Regions from separate parts of the Anas platyrhynchos genome. Here region 2 is linked to region 1. The links are chromatin contacts, called in public Hi-C maps. All regions are on one chromosome and are shown on one strand. Each heading gives the region's core, a stretch centred on a gene start, on an enhancer-like site or on the middle of the called end of the contact. The rest is flanking DNA. Distances are from core to core; before and after follow the strand shown. Region 1 holds the start of MIOS (meiosis regulator for oocyte development). Region 2 overlaps UMAD1 (UBAP1-MVB12-associated (UMA) domain containing 1).

What was found. Hi-C and Micro-C count contacts between places; a contact is called where the count stands out from the background.
Region 2: a Hi-C map of liver shows a contact between it and region 1, with 3 times the contacts expected there. The contact joins the enhancer-like site here to the promoter of MIOS in region 1. A contact is called at or near these places in 2 of 8 Hi-C or Micro-C datasets (F1 follicle and liver).

Annotation. Positions count from the first base shown.
Region 1 is chr2:132,925,982-132,931,199 of IASCAAS_PekinDuck_T2T, reverse strand. MIOS (meiosis regulator for oocyte development) reads left to right here and starts at 2,118. Exons shown (of 11, transcript XM_027450844.3): 1 at 2,118-2,228; 2 at 2,958-4,324; 3 at 4,529-4,627. The coding sequence starts at 3,028. The region is part of intron 1 of UMAD1 (UBAP1-MVB12-associated (UMA) domain containing 1); the gene reads left to right.
Region 2 is chr2:132,984,119-132,989,336 of IASCAAS_PekinDuck_T2T, reverse strand. All of the region lies in intron 1 of UMAD1 (UBAP1-MVB12-associated (UMA) domain containing 1), which reads left to right. The region is part of intron 25 of COL28A1 (collagen type XXVIII alpha 1 chain); the gene reads right to left. It overlaps LOC119716030 (a long non-coding RNA gene), which reads left to right. Exons shown (of 3, transcript XR_005263652.2): 3 at 1,328-2,093. Among named protein-coding and RNA genes, the nearest start is that of UMAD1, 45 kb to the left of the region's middle. Within about 2 kb of position 2,001, at least 2 of the 8 cell types and tissues checked have an H3K27ac peak or open chromatin away from gene starts, as enhancers often do.

The DNA.
Region 1 (5,218 bases), core at 869-3,368:
TCAGTATTTCGTACTTAGTATAATGTAGGCAATTTAAAAATTATCCTGTGTGTCTAGATAATGAGCGTTCAGCTGTTTCTCCTCTGAGCATGAATGTGTACAAAGTCAAAAGAAGGCTCTTGTTTGGCATCTACAGAGCTTGGATTAGACTCCATATCCACTTGTAATTCCCTTTACAGAGCACATTTGAAAACAGTGAAGCAAAGGACACATCTAGAGAGTATGTACAGAACACATGTATAATTACTGGCAGGCCATGTAACACTCATTTATATTAAGGTTGCCCAATATTTTCTATTTAAGGCTCTGCTTTTCATTGTTTATAGTTTTATGCAACTTTAAAGACATAAACTGAAACTATTTGTGCCAGATGTCTTTCTTTCTAAATTTTAGCCAAAGCAATTCAGTCATTTACAAGATGAAAGCTAACAAAAAACAGGTGTTTTTCTTGAGTTAAAAGTATTATTTTAAAAATAAAATCTCCACTCTTAATGTTTTGGAGCAGTAAAGTATACTTTGGAAAGTATATGGCTTAAGGAGGAGAAAGAAGATAAAAGAATGATGTACTTGCTGTAGCTCATATGCAAATCTACTGAATTTTGTCCCAAATGGAAGCCTTTGAAAAAGGTAATTTGCGCTCTACCAAAAAACACTTAGACTGGAATGGGGAAAAGAACTTGAAAAGAGAGAAGCTAGAGGGACTAAATGCAAAAAGGTTGGACATGCAGGTGACAGCCACAGTCTGTCCTTGGAGGAGCCTGAAATCAGACATTTTACCCAGACTTTTCCATCCCTTTCTGGGGACTGTCAATATAAATTACAACAATTTCATCTTTCTGTCTTTAACTTCATTCACTCAAGAGATGCAAGGTCCCAAATATTACTGAAGGATAAAATCTCATCTTAGTGAAGTCACTGTTTTCTGCTGTGACCATAGCCCTAGTAATAGCAATTTCTTCTGAAATACAGGCTTTTTTCTTCTGAAGAATCTCTTCAAAGATTCTGAAGCACCACATACTTCATACCATCCAAATGTTTTAATTTAGAAGTGCAACTTACTCTGTCCCCTTTTAGCCCCAACGACCCACATTCTGCTCTTTCACCCTATTAAAAGCATTAGTAAGTTTCATATCTGAATAGGATTTTTCAATTATTATTTTTTTCATCTGCATAGAATACTAATATAATTTTAAAGTTAGTTTTAAGGATTTCTATTATTCTTAATAATCTTAAAAATATATTTCATTTTTAACATGTTCTTGTAATGCAAAAAATCTGGTATTTAGGGAAGACTTTGTTCAGCACTGAAATACTTCACTTAAGACGTATTTATTTTTTTCTTGGAGATGTACAAAATAACAACCCCTACAAAACTAAAGAGCAGCATACATCGTGATATAAAACTAAGATCCTGCAATCTCTTCGTTTAGGCCAAGCTCCCTTTGGACAATCCCCCTTGCCATTTACATAACAGGCTAATTCCCATGGTATTTGTGGTCTGTGCCTGTGTGCAATTTGTGGGGACAAAATACTTGACAGGGGGAGGGCGGGGGGGAAAGGAGTTTTTCCTGGAAATGAAGTCACACAAAGCTGGTTACAAGGGAGGACTAAGGAAAAAGTTGTGTCTGCAAAGAGAGAAGTCCTTGGTTGCCACAACCTTCCTGGCAGGCAATAACCTCAGAGTCCTCTTGGCTGTGCTGCCATTTGCAACAGGTGTGCTCATTTTCAATTGCACTATGTAGGTGTTTGGTTTTTTTTTCATTTTTTAGTTGCACTAACACATCACAATCACTTTTAAAGAAAGGCGTACGACTCCACACAGAATTACCATTTTATTTAGGAACCCCCCCTCACCCCTCAGGCTTCCCACCAGAAAACCTCCTGGCACCCTTTCTTTATTATTCAGCTCCCTGCCCTTGTTTGCATGGGCTCATTGCACAGGTGTGAGGAAATCCGCACGTCCGTGAGGGAAACACGGAGAAAAACAAACTCCAGGCGAGCTACCTGGACAGAAAACCTCTCTTTTTATTACTTCCTCAAGCCACAGACGAGCGCCCTCCGCCTCCCTCACAGCCCGCCCTGCCCCGCCTGCCGTGACGTCACCCCGCGCTCCGCCATCCCGCCCGGCCCCCGGAAGCGCCCTGGGCCCGCGGCCCTGCCCCGCCGCTTCCTTCCCGCGCAGCCGGAAGGGGCCGCGCGGCTGCGCTGGGGCCGGAGCGGGGCCTGAGGTGCGGGGCCGGGGCGGGAGCGGGGCCCCCGCGCCCCCCGCAGCGGGGAGGGGACGTAGGGGGAGGCCGGGGGGAGCCGGGCGGTGGGAGTCAGCGCGGTGCAAGCCTGTGTTTGCTGGGAAGGAGGGCACGGGGACGCGGTGGCAGAGCCGTGGGGTCGTGAAGGTGGGGAAAGAGCCGAGGTCGGGAGGGCTGAGGTGTGGTGGGAGCAGCAGGGTAAGGTTAGGAGTGGGAAATCAAATATTTATACAGCTCTTTTAAGCCGTTTATGGTTTATAAAGTCATTTACGCAGCTCTTCAAACAGGGTCAGGCTTGAGACGAAGCAGGGAGGCTGGTTTCTGTCAGCCAGCGCGCTGCAATGAGGCAGCGATGTTTTCTTCATGTTTTAGGGAGTGGCGCGTTACTGGCAGCACACCCACACACCGTGTTTCGCTTAATCCTTCCTTCCCTAATAACAAAATCGCACTGCTGCGGAGTTTGTAAACACAGCAGGCCCTGCTGTCTGCTTGGCTGTGTTGATTTTTGCCTCAGTCAGTGTAATCAAAATCAACGCGTGCGACAGGGAAAGGGGTGTAACGTGGAGAATGCTGAGGGTTTGGGCCTGAAATATATCCATGGTAAATCCTGAGGCTAAAAGTAATTTGGAACCATATTTGTGTTTGCTGTAAGATGATCTCAGATGACAAATTTGCGTTTGATAACGTTCCTACAAATTGTTTTCTCAACAGTGTCCATATGAATGGATATCACCTGAATCTTCCTACAAGAGTTTAAACTGCTTGTAAACTCACCCTAAACATGAGTGGCTCTAAACCTGATATTCTTTGGGCCCCGCACCATGTTGACCGCTTTGTTGTGTGTGATTCGGAACTGAGCCTGTACCACATTGACTCTGCCGTAAGTTCAGAACTCAAGGCAGGGTCCTTGCGGCTCTCAGAAGAAACTACAGCCACGCTGTTGTCCATAAACTCAGATACACCATATATGAAATGCGTGGCTTGGTATCCAAAGTATGATCCCGAATGTCTTCTTGCCGTTGGACAGGCCAATGGTCGAGTGGTACTTACGAGCCTTGGCCAGGATCACAACTCAAAATCTAAAGATTTGATAGGCAAAGAGTTTGTTCCCAAGCACGCACGGCAATGCAATACCCTGGCGTGGAACCCACTGGATAGTAACTGGCTTGCTGCTGGATTAGATAAACATCGGGCTGACTTTTCAGTGCTCATCTGGGATATCAGTAGCAAATATGCTCCAGAGACTGCGGTTGCTACAGAGAAAGTGAGGCTTTCAACAGGTGATCCAGAAGTGGGACTGGTAGTAACAAAGCCACTCTATGAATTAGGGCAGAATGATGCTTGCCTCTCTCTTTGTTGGCTGCCACGGGATCAAAAGCTTCTTTTAGCTGGAATGCATCGAAATCTGGCTATTTTTGATCTGAGGAATACGAGCCAAAAAATATTTGTTAACACCAAGGCTGTCCAAGGAGTGACTGTCGATCCATATTTCCACGATCGTGTAGCTTCCTTCTATGAAGGTCAGGTTGCCATATGGGATTTAAGGAAGTTTGAAAAGCCTGTTTTGACCTTGACAGAGCAACCAAAGCCTTTAACAAAAGTTGCATGGTGTCCTACAAGAACTGGGCTGCTAGCTACTTTAACAAGGGACAGTAATATCATTAGGCTGTATGACATGCAGCATACTCCCACGCCTATTGGGGATGAAACTGAGCCTACAATCATCGAAAGAAGTGTCCAACCGTGTGAAAACTACATTGCTTCGTTTGCCTGGCATCCCACAAGTCAAAATCGAATGGTTGTGGTGACTCACAACAGGACTATGTCTGACTTCACAGTGTTTGAAAGAATTTCTCTTGCATGGAGTCCCGTGACGTCCTTAATGTGGGCTTGTGGACGACATCTATATGAATGTACAGAAGAGGGAAAAGCTAATTCCTTGGAAAAAGACATAGCAACCAAAATGCGGCTCAGAGCATTGTCAAGGTATGGTCTTGATACTGAACAAGTTTGGAGAAATCACCTCCTAGCTGGAAATGAAGATCCCCAGCTGAAATCACTTTGGTACACTCTGCATTATATCCTTTATTTTACTGTAGTTTATTTTAAGAAGTTGCCTGCACTTTGTATGTAAACCAATTATACGAAATGCATGAAAGTCTTTGAACATAATACGACATGCTCTAAAAACTTTGCATATGTTAATAGGTTATGACTTTTAACTTTAAAAAATTATTTTTCAAATGCTTGGGAAAAATTAAGGTTCCTATACATGTAAATACTTATGAAGCAGTATACTGAAGATATGGATCAAAAACTTACAGGAAACAAAGGTCCCTTAGTTTATGCTGGCATTAAGTCAATTGTGAAGTCATCTTTGGGTAAGAATATTCCAACTTTGATAAGCTATATTATAGTATATTTACAGAATGATGCACTCATGGGTTTGTCTTTAAAAATTATTGAAAGACTATAAAAATAATATAAATAAAGTATTTAAGTTTGTGATTTAATGTATATGGGTAAATAGTTTATCTTACAGTAATTTCCAGAATTTTTGCTTTTCTTTGGAGGTCAATGATCAGAAAAACAAAATAACCTCAGAGGTAAATCTTCAACTGAACTATTTCAAACATTCAGTGATTGACAGTGACACTGAAAAGTCTTGCTCAGCACGTAACTATTTGTTACAGTTCTCAAAGCTCCATGTGGGAGTGTAGTTCTAGAAAGTTGACTTCAGTGTTGCCAAAGTACTTTTATATAACCATGTTTAAATAAGCTATCTTGTTTTGAAGTGGTAATCAGCCCTTGTGCATCACATTATGCCTCTTATGCTTAGTGAAGTATTTTTTAGTGGTATCTGTTATTAGAATCTTTTCTTCCCTGTTCATTATGTGTCTTATATTTATGCTGCTTGGAGCAAAGGCAACTCCTTAGCAGTGGGAAAGCTTGTAGCACATTGATGCTTGCTA
Region 2 (5,218 bases), core at 752-3,251, 58 kb before region 1:
ATAATGCTTTCCTTCTTCATGTAACATTTGGCTTGAAAATAAAATTTATTTTCAAACCCTTTTTCTTCCAAAACAATGGACACTGGCCAGCTTGAGTCAGGACACAGGCATGGTACAGGGATGCTCTTAGCTTTAAATTGATGTGTCAAGCTCACAGTCTGTGGGATAAGTCAACTGTCGGATATAGTCAGGGGGAAATTTCTCCTTCAGATGTGATCAGAGAGGAGAGTTTGTTGGTTGGTTTGGTTTGGTCTAGACAGGTTTGGAAAAGGAAGCAAAAAAGATGGCTACTTTTTTTTCTCACGTATGAAAGGTGTTCTTACTGTGATCTGAGATTTTTACATCACACCTTCCCTACTAATACAAACAGAAAGGACATTGGAAATGCCCTTGAACTTTTTGTTTTGTTTTGATTTTGTGGCAGATTCTAGCTGTAAACATTTAAAGATTACAATCTTAAGCGCTTCAAGATTGTAGCACTAGAGTCTGACACACGGTGCTGGGAAATGCCCTTCTGCAGTGAGATGAAGGGTAGATATTCCTCATCTATTAAAACCTTCCTGGTTTATCAGTTCCTCCTGCAAAGTATTTTCATTAGCTTCAGATTGTCATATTACTAGCAAATACTCAGAGTCTAGGTAAATGCAGCCATCTTCTTATTTAGCTCCATCTGTTATTAAGGGAAAAACTATTAGTCTTCAGTGTCCTCATAAACCATCAAACAAACCTAAGCAGATGTTGCACAGAGCAGCCAAAGGTTTCTCTGCCTAAGCCTCTGAAACACGCCAGAGGTACCAAAGCTAAGAGGTGGTTATTTAGATATGGTTTTACTGTATGCATTGCTTTTTGGAGATTCTGGGCTGCTGTCGATTGTGAAGCAGCCTGTAAGCCACTGTGAAGGGAAGTTACTCAGCAGAGAAACAATTCCATGTGTTCCAGTATTGAATGTACCTGCAACTTGCTCTTGGATCAGTCCTGACCAAAAAGAGCACATGAGGGACTTGAAGTTGTGTCTCTCTTCCTCCCATGGGTAACACATTCTTACACAGGGTCATTGCAGGTGAAGGATTGAATTTTAGCTTCACATGCTTAGTTAATACCAGATGTCTCACTGAAAAGCTCTTTTGTAGAGCTTTATAGTAATTCTCAAAGTTTCTGTATTTCTTGGCTTAGGAAAAATACTTCTATTTTGCTTTATGAGTTGTGAAGTGGAGCAGTTCTTTTTTCTAAGATGTGACACTAAGCTGTCCTCCAGGGAATTCATTTCAAGAAGGATTAGTACTGCTCTTTGATGAGCTCTAATTTATTTTCTGCACTGTGCTTGTAGACAAGCTTGTCACCATCTGCAGTGAACTAGAAAAACACCACTGAAACAAGAAAGAAAGAGCTGCATCAAGACAATGAAAGTGTGGTACTCCAATGCCTATTCCTTATCACTGGATCAAGAAAACTCATTTAACGAGCTAATGCTCACCTGGGAAATAAATTTTGGCTTCTCGTCATATACATCTCATTTACTGTGAGGCATGTATATTTGGTGTTGAAACACGCAGGAGACATTGCAGTGCTCTCTTTAGTGAGAACTAGTTGATAGAAGGGTATTTATAAGAACATCTAAGAAAAGAGTAACTGCATCTCCACCTTCCCTATTTTAGTTCAAATAGACAGGCCCCAAGCTGCATAAGGTATTTATATTGCAAATGGATCCAGCCCAAGCGTTCATACACTAGGGGCTATGCTGGTGAATTTAATAATCTTTCTGTTGTGCAATTACTGAGAATGAACCTTTATTTCTAGTGATGTGCTCTTGCTCTTGAATGTCTGCAACCCACCCCCTAGTTGGCAATAGTGCTTTTATATCTTTTTTTAATCCTCTGACATTATGTGCCTCTGTTTTAATGCTAGAGAAAACAGGGTGCTGCCAGGATTGAATGCATCCCACATGTTCCAATTGTGTTTTCATGTGAATTTGACCTCTGATACACAAAATTCCTATCTTGCAGTGTGCACATATGTGAGCCATTTCTGAAAGGGGGGAGAACAGAACTCTGATTCAGCTGAATGGAACATTCTTATGTAGTGACAGTCAAAGGAATTTTACATTAACTACCGTGTAAATTTATGAGTCACTTTTATCAAATAAATGTTCTTTTTATATGCTGAGATTGCTGGATTTTATGTTTACTTGTTTGGTTGGTTGGTTGGTTGGTTGTTTTTAAATGTGGAAAGGATAAGGGATAGCCAGTGTACTTATATTTTATTAAAATTCAAACAAATATAAAAAAAAAAAAAAAAAACACGGAAGATTATGTACTTTATGAACTAAGTTCTAGGGGCATTTTTGCAATTCAGGTGAACTGTTTTCCCTTGCAGCACCTTTGCTACCAGGAAGCTCTGTAGAGACTGAAGATTCCAAACTTTATATAAGCAAGCAGGAATACAAAATTGAAAGGAGGGAGAAAAGCTGTTTATATTCTTTGTTTCTTTTTCTCCAGTGTACTCTCCACCATGTTTAGTGTGGATGCACAGAACTACATCACAGGTGTGACTATTTACCTAGATAATGAATGCTTTGGAACAACAGTCCCACATTGCAAAAGCAACAGCTGCTCACCACTTAGAGAATCAGTACGCATTCTCACCCTATAGCATTAACACACCAATCTAGTTCAATCACAAAAAAAGAAACTTGCCTATTTTAAAGTTAAAAATACAAATTAAGTTTTTGTATCAGGTGTTTTTAACTCTGTTTTTTTTTTTTTTTTTTTTTTTTTTTTTAATTTCTGACAGAGACCGCTAGATAAGCAGTGCTCTCAGCAGCCAGATTTTATGGCAATGTCACACTGCAACACAATCAAACCCACAGATCTACGCTTGATTTTTTAAACAAAATCTGATATGAGCATGGTTTGCCCTAATTATGTTATTTGTGTTATTTGCAAAGACAGTTATTTCTACAGATTTTTTTTTTTTTTTATAATACAATTCTTCCTAGAATGAGATGCCACCTCTCCATATCCCACAGATGTGGTACATTCCCAATCTACCCCATGACTGGCTATGAGGAGTCGAAATCTCTGCTCTACAGGAAGCTTCTAATGGCACATGCCCTCCAACAAACAGTGCTACAGGCCCAATAGCAATGTATCTGCAGTGACCGCAGGCAGCTCCTAGCCTGGACCTGTGGGCTGATCACCCACTAGTGGCAGAAGCGCATTAAGAATGCTCTCAGCTCTGATGATCTAGCTCAGTTTCATCTGAAGAGAATCCATTTCTTGTGCTATGAGACCGTTCGCTCTGACCTCTTTTTGGTTCATAACCCAAACCACAGTAAATTGGAACTACTTCATTTCAACAGCACATTTCCAATCCAGCCTAAAACCCTCGTGCGGAGTACGCAAGAAGATTCTGAGTCTGTGTGTGTGTCTTGCCTAAACCAGACTGACTGCAGGTTCTGAAGCCTTGCCCATTAGGCTATATAACACAGTATTGTAATAGCTAATATATGACTTATTTATATATATATATATTATATATATATATTATTATGTCATGACAGTTACAGAGGTATAAGAATGCCTGTGATAAAAAGACTAGATCACAAATCCTCCAGTGTAAAAGCTGGATATATTTCCTTCTACTTTACAGCTCTTACCTTCTCCCATCTAATGCATTTTATGATACTATTTTGTTCTTCTGTCAGTCATGATCTGGTTTGGAACTGTCGTAATAACTATACAGCCAAATAACTGCTTGATCAAGCAATTACATGGATTCATGACTATAAGAACAAATGTGAGTTGTGATCCACTTTTTGATCTCTTATATTAGCCAGGCACTATGATTTTCTTAAGTTTATTTCTGTATACTTCGTATATTTCTGATGCTTTTCAGAAACACAACCACAACGGTTGAGATAAAAAATTCCAGCTGTGAGAAATTTCACTGCAGTTATTCTAGTAGTTTCCTTTCATTTAAAAACAAACAAACAGAAAAATAAAACAAACAAACAAACATTATTTACATTTTGTATTTGTTTAACTCAAGTTTCTTTAAATCAAACCCCTATATTCCCATTGAAATTTTGATGTCTATTTCTGGGCTTTGTAATCATTCAACCATGGTATCATGGTGGGAGATATTCAATGACCTGATATGACCTTCCAATTCCTTTTTCTGGGGAAAATGCTACTCTCCAGTAGGAGGCACAGGGGAATTCCAGATGGAAAGATGCCCCCAGACATTTTGCAGCCAGAGGTTACATTTTTATGTAATATCTGACTTCATATTTTTATACAATATCCTAGGCTGTAATGGAATGTTCTTCTGTAGTACCAAGAAAAATTTCTTGTAAGGCTGCATTATATCCAGTGTAAAATCTATATTTGAAAAAAAAGAAAAAAAAGAAGATAAAAAAGAAGAAAGAAATTCCCCTCACATAAAATATCTAGTTAGTTTAGCTGTATATATTTTCCGTAAATCTATACCAAATGGCATAACTGAAATTACTTTTAGTTCTTTAGTAGTTCTGTCATGTTCTAAACCACATTATTTCATGTGAAATATCTCAATATATTGATAAGTGGTAGCTCTGAACAGAAGTATAAAGCCAGGTTTTTCAGGTCCCTATCTGCAGGCTATTGGTCATTCTAAGGATGAATGGCATTCAGTTTTTTCTTTATTGTGGATATATTTTAAAGACATTACTGTTGTTTGCTTTTAATGGGAGCTCTCATGTTCTGGGAACTAAAGTTTAAAGTCCTTTCTGTTTGGGAAAAATTCTGTTTGGGCAATATTTATTTTACTTTCTATTGCAGCATGTTCCCTGTTTCCTATTTCACACATGTAATAAGGAAATCATTAATAAAACCACTCTGCAGGATATTTTAAAGCAATTTCTTATATGATCTTCATCATACGTGTAAGTCTCTTCTTTTTCCAAGTTTTTATAACACAGTAGTTACAATGTGACTTTTTAAGTCAATTACACCCTGCTTAGAACCTTTTAACATTTATCTATTTTGTGTTTTATGGAAAAACAACAACAACAAAAAGGAAGTGATGTATTTCTAATCTCCATATCTTTCTTTTTTTTTCCCATCAATTTTTTTTTCTCTAAGCTGATATTCATTTTAGACTAAGACTCAGTCTTCTCTTGGGAATCGCTTTCTAGTAACTTTAATAATATTTAATTGTTTCCAGTAACCTCTACTTCTGC